Linked DNA regions of Mus musculus: region 2 is linked to region 1. Evidence: chromatin contacts called from public HiChIP or PLAC-seq data. All regions are on one chromosome and are shown on one strand. The core of a region is the stretch at or near the end of the contact, and the rest is flanking DNA. Distances in the headings are between cores, read along the strand shown. Region 1 has its middle 18 kb from the start of Gm12596. Region 2 overlaps Ptbp3 (polypyrimidine tract binding protein 3).

Region 1 (7,484 bases), core at 81-2,580:
CCTCCTCCCCTCCCCTCCTCCCCTCCCCTCCTCCTCCTCTTCTTCCTCCTCCTCCTTCTCCTCCTCCTCCTCCTCCTTCTTCTCCTCCTTCTTTCTCCAACCAATAAGTTTTACTGGAGTTGCTTACCAGCATATGGAAGAAGGAATTGCTTACAGGAGCACAAGGGACCAAAAACCACTGCTATCATGAAACTCCAAACTAGCATGTATTACAGCTTATGAATACTGGACATCCTATCTTGACTCAGTTTGTTAAATACTTTTTAAAAAACCCATTGTATGGATTCTTCATGAATTTTACATCATGCACCCCAATACCACTCATCTCCCCATCCCTTTGTATCCACCTTCCACTTTTGCAACCTCCCCTACCATAAAATAAAATAAAATAAAACAAACAAACAAACAAAAATCTGAAGCCAGAAGCCTTGAAACAGACCAATGGCTCATTGCAATAAACATTTGCAAGTAAAGATATGTGTACAAAAGGGTGCACTGTGTGACACACTGCAATATATGACTCTGAACTTCTTTTCTTGGCAAAATTGCTAGCAGAGATTTCTTGGACATCAGATGTTTCCATAACCAGAGGTCTGAGAATGGCAGGAGAACTGAGCTATGTGTGACATGACCGCTTGCTTAGAGGAAGTGGGGTGCCTGGTAGAAATGTGTGCCCAGGCGGGGTGAGGTCAGTGAGTACAGAGAAGGCAGAAGTGTGACTGGGGTGCCAAGGACTGCAACTTCCTGCCCTCTGTCCTGGTTCGTCCAGTTCTCTGTTGCTCCTCTTCCTCTTTCTCTTCATCCCTTCTGTTTGCTTTCTGTTTCCCGTCTTGCCTCATCCCCTTATTGTTCTCTGCCCCATCTTCCCCACCTCTACCCTATTCTGTCCTTAAGATCCAGAGCAGCAGGAGTAAACTCCAGGACAACAGTTACAGAAGCCGGGTTTCCTCTTCCAGACAGTATCCAGTGAGTGTCCCCTGTCACCGTCCTGGTTCGTTGTCAACTCTTTTATTTCCACTTAGAAAACGAGCCAAGTTTAAAGGCACATTTTACTTGCAAAGGTGTAGAAAAACAGTTGTCCATCTACACTGCTGGTGGGCCTAAAACGTGTCACAGACAGGACCCAAAGTACAAATGTACATGCCTTTTGACCTAACCTCTTCACTCCTAGGAAGTTGTTTGGCAGGTATATTCCAGCCATTAGCAAACCTCTGTTTTTTTTTTGTTTTTTGTTTTTTTTTTTTTTTTTAATTCTTCTCCCTGGAGTGTCCAGAACCAATGACATAATGAGGAAGTAGAGTTCTTTGGAATTCTCTACATCAGGTGACAGGAGATGACTCATGTTCCAGCCAGCAAGCCTGTCTCGGTTGAGAATGAGTAAAGAGGCGGTATCTCCCCTGTCAGCTCTCCTCTCATTTTCCCAATAGAACGCCACAGAGAACGCCTCCCGACTCTTACGGATTGCAGGTTAAGCACTCGAACTATTCACCAATTGTTCAGCCCATCTGACAAAGACCTAGGCTGGGAGTTCTGTGACTATGTAATATGAGACATTGAGCAAGAAGTGATTAAAAGGCCATCTCTCAGGTTACCCTGGTCGTAGAGGCATTTAATACTGTCGAACTTGAAACCCCAGAGCATAATGCACCATCGGGAACTGTCTCCAGCTACTGTCACAGGCAGAAGCAAATTCTGTAGTAAGAGGGGCTTTAGAACTCGCTTGTCTCTGTGACAGTAGAGGACAGGAGCCCAGTGCAGGCTTCCTCCTCAGCCCTTGGGTTTGTGATTCAGAGAGCCAGCCTCCCTCAGCCTTTCCATGACGTACCATCAACCCATACCTGCCAGATGTTCAGAAAGATGACATTTAGTAACAGGGTCCTAGAGAAAAGGGCAGGCATCTCATGCAGGTAGAGGGTGCACTGTGCAATGGGATAAGAAGGGATAAGAGGAGTTCGCCCTCTGATAATGGGCAGAGGGTGGTTCTAGGTGTATGAGGCATTGTCAGTAAGGGTGGCTCCAGAGAAATCCAAAGGAATTTCTCATTGTACGACACTAGCCCACAAGCACATTCTCACACTGTAGAGAGACATTACCAGCAGGTAGGAAATGGCCATCTTAGGCAAGAGGGAAGACACTAGTTCTTGCAGGTAAGCCAGTATCTTTAAATGCTTCGGGAGCCAGCCAGGCAAGCTATTCCAGCAATGAAGAGGTGTGGCCCCAGCCTATGGCGCCATACAGTGAACACCCAAGCTCTGTGGTACCGATTAGTTATGTAATAAATGGGTGATTCAAAGATCATGATTCCTACGTCAGCTCCCCTGCTGCTCCCAGGAAACCTGCTCTGACAGTGACTCCGCGTGAGCAATCCTGGGGGTGGTTATGCATCCGCAGAGTCAACATCAGGACCAAGTCACATCATCATGGTGGTGGGGTAAGACGGACTCCGGCTCACCTCCTTTCATCTAAAGAGGCAGGCCCGGTTAAGTGTCTATTCTTCGGGAGTGTCATTCTCCTGAGAGGACTGTGAATTTCTGACGACAGTCCAAGGGATGGAGCAGAGTAATATTCTAATCCTACAGAGGATCCACCCTAGATCCTAGAGGAGATCTTCAATCCTAGCATCAAAGCTCAAAGGGTATGACGGACTTGGTGGGTGAGATACCCACCACTCACCAGACAGCATCGGACGCTATGGCTCTATCTCCTTCCCAGCCTGCCTCTTCCCACAAGTCTCCTTGAGTGTGGGTCTGATATTGACTGGCACCGTACTGCTAACAACACTGGGAGAGGGGGAGAATCGTCAGTCCCCCCTCCCACAGTGCTCCAGAAGCATCCAGGAGTCACGTGTTTCCAAGCACAAACCCTATCCCCATTTCTGGATGACTATGAACAATTAATCTCCGAGTCTCCATTTCTTCACCTCTAAGTTAAGGATAACAATATGCACTTTGACACATTGTTTTGAACCTTAGCCTCAGCCAGCCATGTGAAGCACCTAACTCAATACTTGGCACAAGCATGAGCCCCCTGAGTGATTATTGCCATTCCTGAGATTAGGGAACTTCCGAGTTGGAAGTTCAGGGCGTGGGGTGGAAGGCTGGAAAGATCCCTCAGTGATTAAGAACACTCGCTGATCTTGCAGAGGTCCTGGGTTTCAGTTCCCAACACCCATATGGGGTGACTCACAACCATCTCTAGCTCTAGTTGCAGGGGATGGGACTCCCTCTTCTGGCCTCCATGGGTACTACATATACATACATGCAGGCACACACTCACATAAAATAAACATAAAAATAATTTTTAAATAGTTGCAAGTCTGTTAGTCACCCACAAAGCATAACAAGCCCTCCTGCAGTTTTTCCGTTTCAAGAATCTCCCATTGCACAGCCAGGGCACTTGACAATCCACCTCTGCTTCAATCCATCCAAGCTTAAGGAACTTCTTTTCAGGAGTCCTGAGATGCCTCCTGAGATACATACAGTTCCTGGGAGCTCCTCCCATTCACAGGGGCGCTGCTTTCCGAATGCCAACTAAACGCTTCTCTGGCTGTTGCTCTCCTCAAGGGCCCCCTAAAGTTGGGTATGGTCATGGCCCTGTCTAGATGACACAATACTTGGTGTCGATAGGGTGTTCCTTAAAGTCCTCCTTTCTCCAGAGAAAGCATTCACAACTTGTTCTAGTTGGCCCCACACAGTAGGTTCTGCATCTGGTCACTCCCCCCAGACGTTCATCTGTGGGCACTTGCACATTGTGCTCTGAGCTTCTTCACCTGTGTCTGTCACACTCATGCAGCCAGGCTACACCCTCATCCCTGCGTCCCTCTATCCTTACAACCTGTGCTGGTTTCATTCCTATTCAGTCCTAGAACAGGACTTCATACTTGTGCCTGTGAGATTTCATCTGGCTTAATTTCATTCGTCATTCAGGTGGTGAAGACTTTTTCATAGGACACAATACATTCATTCTCTCACGAAGGCAAAGAATTGTGCAAAATTCTCAAGACCAGACTCTGTGTCCACCCTTAGAAAATTCTCCTCTCTGACTTGATAATGAATCTCTCTCTCTCTCTCTCTCTCTCTCTCTCTCTCTCTCTCTCTCCCTCTCCCTCTCTCTCTCCCTCCCCCTCCCCCCCTCTTTCCTAAAATTATTTTGTGCTACCACCCAGCTAGTATATCTGTATTTAATCTCAATTTTATTGTAGAAGACTTTGTTTCCTGTCTTATTCAAGTTATTATTTCCTGAGCAAACATTTATCTAGTACCTGCTGTGTCTTGGCACTGTACTAGATACTTGCAGAGCAGGCAATGCTGTGGTGGTAAATGTTTAACAGCCCAGGGGGAAGGCCCTGGTTTACACTGTCTCCTGATTTCTATAAAGTACTACTGCCAACATGGAGGATTCCAAACTACCAATATGGCATCATTGAACATGGAGTTGGAAAGAGATGTATGTGCACAATCAGCTCATGTGATGGAGCATGCGTCGATTGCAACACACCACTGATAATGTACAGGTGATTCATGGGCGATCTCTGCCCCAGCAAAGCTTGTGGAGGTTATTATAGGTTAGTGATGCAGTCATACCAAACTCCTTTAAGACAGTAACCCAGGTTCTGGGTGGGGGGGAACAGCAAGTAATGATATACACGAGGGTCTGAGCCTGGATCCCCACAGAAAAATCTGGGCCTGATGATTCGGATGTGCACCTATAGCCTTGGTGCTGGGAAGGTAGACATGTGTGCCCCGTGCTCTTAGTGGTCAGCCAGATCAGCCAGAATAGGTAGTTTAGAGACCTTGCCTCAAAATCTCAAACCAAACAGAAGGTGTTTGAGGAGTACAGCCAAACTTAATCCTGTGGTTCTGCACCTGTCTGTATAGCTAAGCACACACACTTTCTCTCTCTCTCTCTCTCTCTCTCTCATACACACACACCACACATACACACACACTCACACACACACATACACACACTCTCTCTCATACACACACACACATACACACACACACACACACACACACATACACACACATACTCTCTCACACACACACATACTCTCTCACACACACACACACACACACACACACTCTCTCTCTCTCTCTCTCTCTCACACACATACACACACACACACCCCTACCTAGCTATCCTGGAACTAGCTGAATAAACTAAGCTAGTGGAAGATGGCCTGGAATTTGCCGAGAACCACCTTCATCTGCATGCTGCCTGTTGGCGTGCTTGGCCTCTTTATTCAGTTTTGAAGTTTGATTTTAACCAGGGTTGATCCTTCTCTTTTGGACACAAAAATCTTTCTACTTGATAAAAAAAAAATACAAGAAAATAAAGATAATCATCTTTTTGCCTTGTTACATTGAAACAAAATCTCCCTAAATGTTAGGCAGGATAACACCCCACACCCCAACTAAGAGAACACATTCTAACCTTCTAATAAGGAGGAGATGTGAAGATGTCATATCATATAACAAAGAAGAATTAGGGTCACAGATGGAATTAAGCCAGCTAAATAAAGGCTTTACGTAAGACCATATACTGTTTTGTTTTGTGTGTGGGGGGTTTTGTTTAACTCAAGAGCGCCCAATACAACCCCACAGGTCCTTTAAGCAAGGAAAAGAGACAGAAGATGCGGTCTTCTTATTTTGAAGACGGAGACAAATGTCCAAGAAACAAGAAAAGCAGGGGGCTGCTGAGCTGGAAAAGGACAAGACAGGACAATCCTCGTGGCCTCCATGAGGAGAGCCATTCAGCCCCAACCTCTAGTCCTGCACGCCTCATCTCCAACTTCAAACCTCCAGACCTGTAAAGAAAAAAAAATCACCAACTTCAAGGTCATGTCACTACAGCAGCAACAGCAGACCCGTGTCATTTTCCACAGATGATGCTGGAAGGCCCAACACTCCTTGTGTTAGCCCTACTATGCTGTAATAGTTCATTAGCATCCCTACTGTGGTATTCTAGTCCATCAGCAGAAACAAGATATTAGGCTACCTCCTAGTTTCACAGGGTACTTTTGAAATTCAGGTGCCCTCACTGGTGCAGAAAGGGCTGTAGATGTCAAGGCCTGCCCTCTGGCTGGGAGGAAGGTGTCACTCTGCCATAGAGACTCACACACTCGGTCTTACCTACTTCCAATTCAGGAGTTCTCAGTCTCTCTAGCTGACTTCAATGTCTTCACTGAAGTGCTACACCCAAACGGAACCTCAAACTTAACCATTCAACTTCCCCTGAAAACTCAGTGCCTCAGCTCCAGAGACCACAAGTTCCACTGTATTCTATCCCCCGAATCCCACCACACATTCTACCTAAAAACTTACATTTCACAACAAAACTCTCTCTCGCTTTCTTTTTTCTCTGAGACAACTCCATTAGTGTTATATAGTGAATTTCATTTTTTTTTTTAAAAAATCACTTTCCCTAACTGCTTCCTCTTCAAGCCACCCTGAAGTCATCAGTAAAACAGGGGAAGGACTTTGAGAAGGTTTTTTTTTTCAGTGTAGGGCAGCAAGTTTATTGACATATCTTGCCCTTTTCTTCTCTCCTGCTACGTGGGCAGCCTGCTGTTCTTTCTCATAACAAGGTATTGTTTCTTCCTCCTCTTCCTACCCACATGCCCATAATCCAGTCTCTTAGAAATTCCCACGCTAGTGTAAACCCCTTGATGTTTTCCAGTGTGTGCTCAGTTCATCAGTGTCGAACCTTAATCTCAAGATCTATGCTCATTCAGTTAATCACTCACGATCTGGACTTTGGGCACTCTCTGTTGATCACTTGTTAGTATGACCCAATGCTGTGCAGAGTCTCAGCCACTTCCAGTGACTGACCGGCAGGCAGTTCACAGTGCAGTTGGGAGATTACGGAAAACCCGGAAGTGGTACAGTGCTCTGAGAAAGGAATTGATCCTTGCCAGTAGAACTCAGATATATAATCACTCCTAACTTAACTGGAGACATGGGTGGGGGGTGGGGGTAGAGGGGTGGAGGGGCATAATGTTAGTAAGGGTGTGGCTATTGTTGTTGGCAGAAGAGGCCTCGGTAGCTAAAAAGTTGGGAGGGTGATAAGACTATCTATAGAGAAGAATGAAGTCCAGCTCCAGGTGGAGGACAAACAGATAAGACTCATTGTGGGTGGGGCCAGACCTTGGAAAGTTGTAAATTCAGCCAGCAGGGCTTGGCCTTTCTTTCTTTCTTTCTTTCTTTCTTTCTTTCTTTCTTTCTTTCTATTTCTTTATAGGGGCTCATAATTATACTCTTACTCCTTTCTGCCTCCCCTTTTGGCTATAATCCATGAATCTTGGAAGCTCGGTGAACATAAACAAAATTAATATACTTTTTAGTGTATCATAACCACCAAATGAAGTGGAAGATAGTTTGCTGGTGTTTAGACCCTTAGCTAACATGTACGGCTGCCATCTAAGGTCTGATAGCATTCAAAGAATTTTTTCCTAAAACTTACAAACTGAAAGAGAGTAAGGG
Region 2 (6,775 bases), core at 3,290-5,789, 230 kb after region 1:
ATGTAATCACTGTACAGCCCCATTTTAAAATGTTCTATTATCTCTTGATCTGCATCTGATTCTAAAGTGTACATCTGCTGACATTTAGATACTCAATATCTGCTTTCTTTTGGTTAAGGACAATCTCTATAAGCAGATTACAACTTGACATTTGTATTCTTCCAAGATCAAGAATTCTGCAAATTCTATAATCTTAGGCCAAGAACAAAGATATAGGTGCTGACTTAAATCTAACAGAGGGCACTTTCTTCCAAAAGAACCATTACTGCCTCTTCACAGGAATTCATCCATTCTTTTTCTATTTCTTTAGACTAGTTGTGAATTCCATGCTGAAACCCAATGGTTCAGAAATGGAGTTAACTTTCATGAAACCATTTATTTTTATCCTTTTAATTGTTAAGATAGGAACTCAAAAAAGACAAATTCCCATTAATTTCAAGAAACAACAACAAAAAAAGGCATGACGTAGGAATGCCTTGGGAAAGAAATCTCTATAACAGACACAAGATAGCTTTAATCCTTTTAACCATCTGTTTTACCCAGTAGCACCATCCAAGTATTAACACATTGAGGATTAACTAGACCCAGAAGCCAGGCAGTGGTAGTGCATGCCTTTAACCCCAGCACTATTTAAGAGTTAGAAACTAGCCTGGGCCATGGGACCTTGTTTCAGCAAACAGGTTCCGGCTGGGCAATGGTGGCACACACCTTTAATCCCAGCACTCAGGAGGCATAGGCAGGCAGATCTCTTGAGTTTGAGGCCAGCCTGGTCTACAAAGTTGAATCCCAGGTCAGCCAGGGCTAGAGAAACGCTGTCCCAAACACACACACACACACACACACACAGACTTGTGTTCTATTATTCTTTTTTCTTCAAATAACACCTGTCTGAGCAACAATGAATGCTTTCAAATGGCTTATGTCTAGAGTAGAAGTATATGATTAGTAAAAAATAGGTACTGCCATATCACTAGTTGTATGGCAGCTTCAGCAGTATTTATTTTGGCAGAATAGCAGCTACACCATCCAGCTTTGGAACTTTAGAGGCAGAAATTCAAAGGTATGATTTAAAATTAGATGGTCTTTATGGCCACTATACTGCATTCTCCCAAAAGTCACATGCATTTAATGTTTACTTTCCCAGCATGCAACTCAACTGTTGGCATAAGCAGTGTAAGTTGCTGAGTAATTCCTATTCCACAGTGCTGTGGGCTGAACTGTGTACCCCTCATTCCAACTCACATTTGAAGTCTAACTCCCCACATCTCACACTGTATTTAGAGACAAGGCCTATAGTAGATAAAGCAAGGTGAGATGGTATGGTTGGGCTTAATTATGCCTGTTCTGTTGCTTTGAAACATCATCTCTGAGTGGAACCCAAGTGATCCTCCCTCCTGTCTCTACTTCTGCAGTGCTGGGACTACAGGCATGTGCCACTACACCAAGTTTGCTTGCCCTGTAAGATTAGGACAAACACAAGGGAAGAGAACCAAAGGGAGGCACACAAAGACCACAAGATCTACACAGCAAGACAGGTAGTATCAGAAGAAAAACTGCACATGAAGAGAAATGGTGTCAAATTCCCACTGAAGTTGAAAAACAACTTGAATTTTCAGGCCCTATAACTGCAAGGAATGAACTTTTTAAAGGGCTAGGTTTGCCAAACTATATAGTCAGCTTAAATTTTTTAGCAAAATGCTCCCAGCACACTGTCGTCTTTAAAAGATACCCAGTGTCTTTTAAGTTGGGCTTGGTAAAGAGGACATAAGCCCTGTCCATCCCATCCCCCTATCACTGTGGATGGACCTTCACAATCCTGCTGTTATCTGTGCTTGGGAATATAAAACCATAGCACTTACGTGTAGCAGGCAGTAAAGGTAAAGAGAACTGCAATCAACTGAAAACTGAAGCATGGTCTCTTAGTTGTCATGTTAAAACTGGCACAGCTCTTGGTGATAACCCTATGCCCTCTGCTGTACACATTTCAGTTAATCAACTGATCAAAGTTTCATTTGGTTATAGGGTTATCTTTTTCTTCTGCCCCTTTTTACTGAAATTGTTATTTAGTAACATTTAAGTGAATAATAGATCCTATGGGTAAGCTGTAGGTAATGAGCAGTGTTGTAAAATTTCCTTTTGTGCTAAAAATAAATGCCCACTTTCTAGAGATTTTGAGTAAAACAGACATGACTCTTCAGGACTCCTGAACTCCAGTGTTTGTCTGGAGTGAAGCAATATATGGCCAGCTAGCAACTGAACTCAAAAGGACTCCAACTCACTGAAGGTCATATCCTCCATGCCTCCCTGGATACAAAGGGGAAAGGAGGGGAGGAGCCTTGGAGTACACTGATTTATATGTGCAATGGAGGATGCCTGACAAAGCAGTATGTTTTAAAAACAGGGAAGTGCTTTTTTCATTAAAAATGAGAATTATACCTAAAGAATAGATGACTTTGGCTTTTCTTCTTTAAATGCCCGGCGTTTAAAGTTGTTAAAGTATCTACTATCCAGTGTGACAACTTGAGATGGATAGCCATGGGGAAAACAAAACAAAACAAAACAAATGACATCATTGGGATTACAGGTAAGACAAAAGGGAACCCAAAGTACAGACAAGAACACAGAAAAACCTTAAGAGAGTACAGATGCCATGACATTTATTAAAAGGCATGCTACAATGCTATATGTGTTAGGAAAAGAGGCTGAGATTCCAAGGAACAGTTATCAAATATACAAACCTAAGGGAAGCGGAATCAATATTGTAGTGTACAGAAGCTTGAATTAACCATGCACTACACAGTTAGAAAATACGTTTTTTAATATTTTCTCCTCTTTGCATTTATAACATAATTCACTTAGACAATCACAGAATCCTTTTCTTCCAATACCACAAACTGTATTACAAATGAAATCTGGTACTGCTGCTTATCAAAATATACAAGACAATCGCTGTTTTATATAAAACCACTTTATATGTTAACTTGTTCCCGAAAACCTTTTTTTTTTTTCTTTTTGGCCTGGTTTAAAAAATGTTGTTACAAATATTTACAGCATTTTCTTCTGTTAGATGAACATCCTTACAAACAGAAAAGGGAATTTTATGAACAGACCATGTAAAACATTAGACAATGTTCGAGGCGTCTAGCTGTGCTATTCCTTCCTCAAATACAGTTCTGAAAACAACCGTCCATCCTTCTGTCTCGCTCTGTTCATGGTCAACTCCCATTTTCTCTAAGTAGTCTATTCACCAATAGGAAAGGAAAAGTCAAGGCCGCTCTGCATGGGATCTTTTAGGAAAGAGCTCAGGGAAAATGCTTCACCTTTGAGTTAAAACCAGAACAAGCAGTCTTTGGTCAGAGCAATGAGGTGAAACTTCAGTGTAAAACTTGGTGTGGTCAGCAATCTTGGTGATTAGTACTTCCTGGATATGGGATGTGTTTTTAAAGATCTGGGTAACAATGAGTGGCAAGGAAAAAAACAAATAACAAAAGACAACCAAGAAACAAAAAAGACTAGAGGATGATAGTCTTAAAGACGCCAAAACAAAAACAAAACCAAAAACCTCCTACCTAAAATACCTGTTCTTACAAAGGACATACCAACAAACCTCTGCTGACAGTGTGAAGTGAAATTTGCTATGAGCAGCTTTCGGTTATGACTGCTATCAACACCAAGGCCCCTGACAAGCTGCGAAAGCTACGGTGACTACCATAAAGACCGAGAGCAGTTCTGCTCTTCAACTGGTAACACATAATGCTGAAGGCATAAGTGTAGCTGACTTTTTAACTCAGTCATAACTAGTCACTTGTATGACCAGTTTGAGGGACAATAGTCTCTTAATCTATATAGTAGATATTTCCTGAAAACCAAAATACCAGTGCTACCTTAGTCTCAAATAGGAAAAGGTCAATTAAGACTACTGAAGAAGGCACATAAACTTTGGTCCTGTTTTGTTTTTCTCCCTTTAAGCTCCCACCCCAAATTAAGATTTCTGTAATTTTCTATTTTTAAAACAATTCACAAGTACCTGTTAGGATTTGCTCTGAAAAAAGGACTGCAAACAGTCTTATATCTAACACAATCCTTAAGGAGACAGCTGAGTTACACTGCAAAGTTATGTACAATCTAAACTGTTTGTTTTAGCACGATAGTGAGTATTTTAAGTCTGGCAGTTTTATTCGAATTGACAATAGATCAAGACAAAGGAAAGGCTGAGAAAAATGCTCCAATCATAGTCATGCTTTTTGGTTCTAAAAATAGCAGTACACACTGGGTTTTCTAAGAGATAAGCTTGGAGTTTACAAGTAGATTCACTGAGGCACAAAAGATCATTATGGGACTAGATGAGGAACTGCACGATAATATACTCAAGTAAATGCTCTGCTTGATGACATGAAGACTTTAAAGTTGATAGTAGATTAACTGGGGAAAGGGAAGGACACAGGATCTTAGCAAGACTAGCATGGAGCATGGTCTGCAGTCCAGGCTGGGTTTAAAGTCACAACCATCAGTTTCCTCCAGTGCTTCAATTGCAGCTGTGTGCTACTATGCCTGGATCATAAGGGCTAATTCCAAAACCACAACAGGACCCTTAATCACCACAGTAGGAAAAGACAAAGAAGGAACTAAAAAGACAGCAACCATGACTCTAAAACATTCAGTGCAAACACTGCTACAAAGAGCTGCTTGTAGTATTTAGTCCCAAAGATCGCATAACATTCTATGGGGATACCAGGTAATCCTGAAATTCTAACAAATTGTCAATTAAGAGAATGCATGACTTGTATATTCTCATCTGTCACAAAACACATCTAAATCCCAAAGTAAAACATCTTGATATATAACTCTATTATTAAATGTGTACTGCTATTTTCTAAGTCCTGAATATATATGCTTTGTAAAAGTCAGGATACCTTGAAAAGTGAAAAATAAAGTAGATTAACTCAGCAAGGCATCAACAGCACAAATTAACCACTGCTTAAAAGATACTGAATACTGCATGCTAAAATAAAAATACACAGATCGAATTTTCCCACCACCCTGATATTTAAAACTATGCCAACACAAATATTGTAGACCTCTATAATAAACAGTAAAGAGCTCAAATATGGACAGCATCCATATGCTACAGCTAATTTTAGACACAATCTGATGGCTTCAAACATGCTCTTTTAAAACAAGCATATCTTACGTTCCCAAATCACTGTTAATTTTGTCAATAAATTAAAATGTATGTAATGTGCACATGTATATATAACATTAAAAGAGTATATGTATGTATATACACTTATTTATACACACACATACACACGCACACATATCTACACAAATCCCTGAAAAGGATTTCAATGTTCTCTCTCATATTTAAAGGCCATCCCTACTTCAGAATTACATTCAACACCAGTATGATTTCCCTTCTATTCTCAAAAACTTTTGCTACACTTATGCTGGATGATATGAGTGCCATGAATTAATAAATTACATAGTAGTTCCCAACTCAAAATAAAGGAAGCAATCCAATTTAAAATGCCACTGAAAATTAAGATAATGTCTGTGTGAGGGGAAAAAAAAGCAAATTTGGGGAGACAGTCCTAATTTTTTCCCTCCCTTATTCAGTATTCAGGTGAAAATACACCTCAGATGTAAGTGGGAAAACACCCACTGGAAAATCATCATACCTAACTATTCAACCAACATGAAGGTAACCCATCTGAAACGTCCCAATCTAGCATTTCCCTGCCTAGCCTACCAATAGTTGCTCTGTATTGAGGGAATTCTGATTTGACTTCAACCTATAATTATCTTTCAGCTTATACAATTTTTTTCTTTCCTTCATTCTTTTTTTTTTTTAAAAGAATGTTCAAATTAATGGCTGAAAGTAAAGACTGAGATATTTTAAAAAGATGAGATGATCCACTCTGAGATTATTAAAAGTGAGAAGGGGTGGACAAAATTGATTCCTCTGACAAATTCTGTATTTTAAAAGCCAATCACGCATTGAAGAAATAATTAACAAAAGCAGTTTCATATTAAAAAGTAATTTTACATGACACAATCATTGAAGCAACATTAATATGTACTTTTTACATTCAACCAAAAAAGTAAGAGGGTCAGAATATAAAAAAATAACCCACTTTCTCATACTCCAAATATGTGGGCTATCTGTAATGAAGTCGCATTAACAGAGAAAATCAGGTTCTCACTTGAGTGCTGAGAAGGAATCAAGTAATCCTGAGACAAAATCTAACGGGCAGTGAAGGCAGACAGACAGAGATCCGAGTCTGCAGGTCTACAGCTCAGACTTCCCTGACGGCTGGCGGCAGCCAACCTAGAGAGGCCTACAGGTGCACACTGAGTTATTTATTCCCAATCCACTCACCCTTCTCTATCCCACCACTATCCCAAAGCACCAAAAATCTGAGTAGAAACTATTACTTATTGAAAACCACTTAAAATTGCAACGAGAAAAAAAGAAAAAAACAAAACAAAAACAACCAAAACCCTTAAAATCCAAGACAGGAAAAAATAACAGAATGCTCACCAAGCCCACAATTTATCTTTCTAGATATTTAGATAAAATTCTAATCTATTGTATCTTAAGCACATAATAAGGCACATAATAAGAAATTAAGTAAATACACAGTAATTCTGAGTATTAGAGATTATAGTGGTACAAAAAACCCTTGAGATTTTTTTTTCTAAAAGAAGACCTTACCAAAAATAACTTTTAAAAAATCTGTCAAACCATATGATAGACCTGAATATTTTTCCTTAA

What was found. HiChIP or PLAC-seq counts read pairs in DNA pulled down with a chosen protein or histone mark.
Region 2: an H3K4me3 HiChIP or PLAC-seq map of bone marrow-derived macrophages shows a contact between it and region 1, with 6 times the contacts expected there. The contact joins two enhancer-like sites. A contact is called at or near these places in 1 of 115 datasets of contacts at active chromatin or transcription factors (bone marrow-derived macrophages) and 2 of 9 other capture datasets (adipose tissue and liver).

Annotation. Positions count from the first base shown.
Region 1 is chr4:59,238,086-59,245,569 of GRCm38.p6, forward strand. No RefSeq gene overlaps it. Among named protein-coding and RNA genes, the nearest start is that of Gm12596, 18 kb to the right of the region's middle. Within about 2 kb of position 1,331, at least 164 of the 459 cell types and tissues checked have an H3K27ac peak or open chromatin away from gene starts, as enhancers often do. A contact at or near this core is called in bone marrow-derived macrophages, where this site is marked.
Region 2 is chr4:59,469,237-59,476,011 of GRCm38.p6, forward strand. It overlaps Ptbp3 (polypyrimidine tract binding protein 3), which reads right to left. Exons shown (of 14, transcript NM_178164.3): 14 at 2,632-6,775. Among named protein-coding and RNA genes, the nearest start is that of Susd1, 34 kb to the left of the region's middle. Within about 2 kb of position 4,540, at least 2 of the 459 cell types and tissues checked have an H3K27ac peak or open chromatin away from gene starts, as enhancers often do. A contact at or near this core is called in bone marrow-derived macrophages, where this site is marked.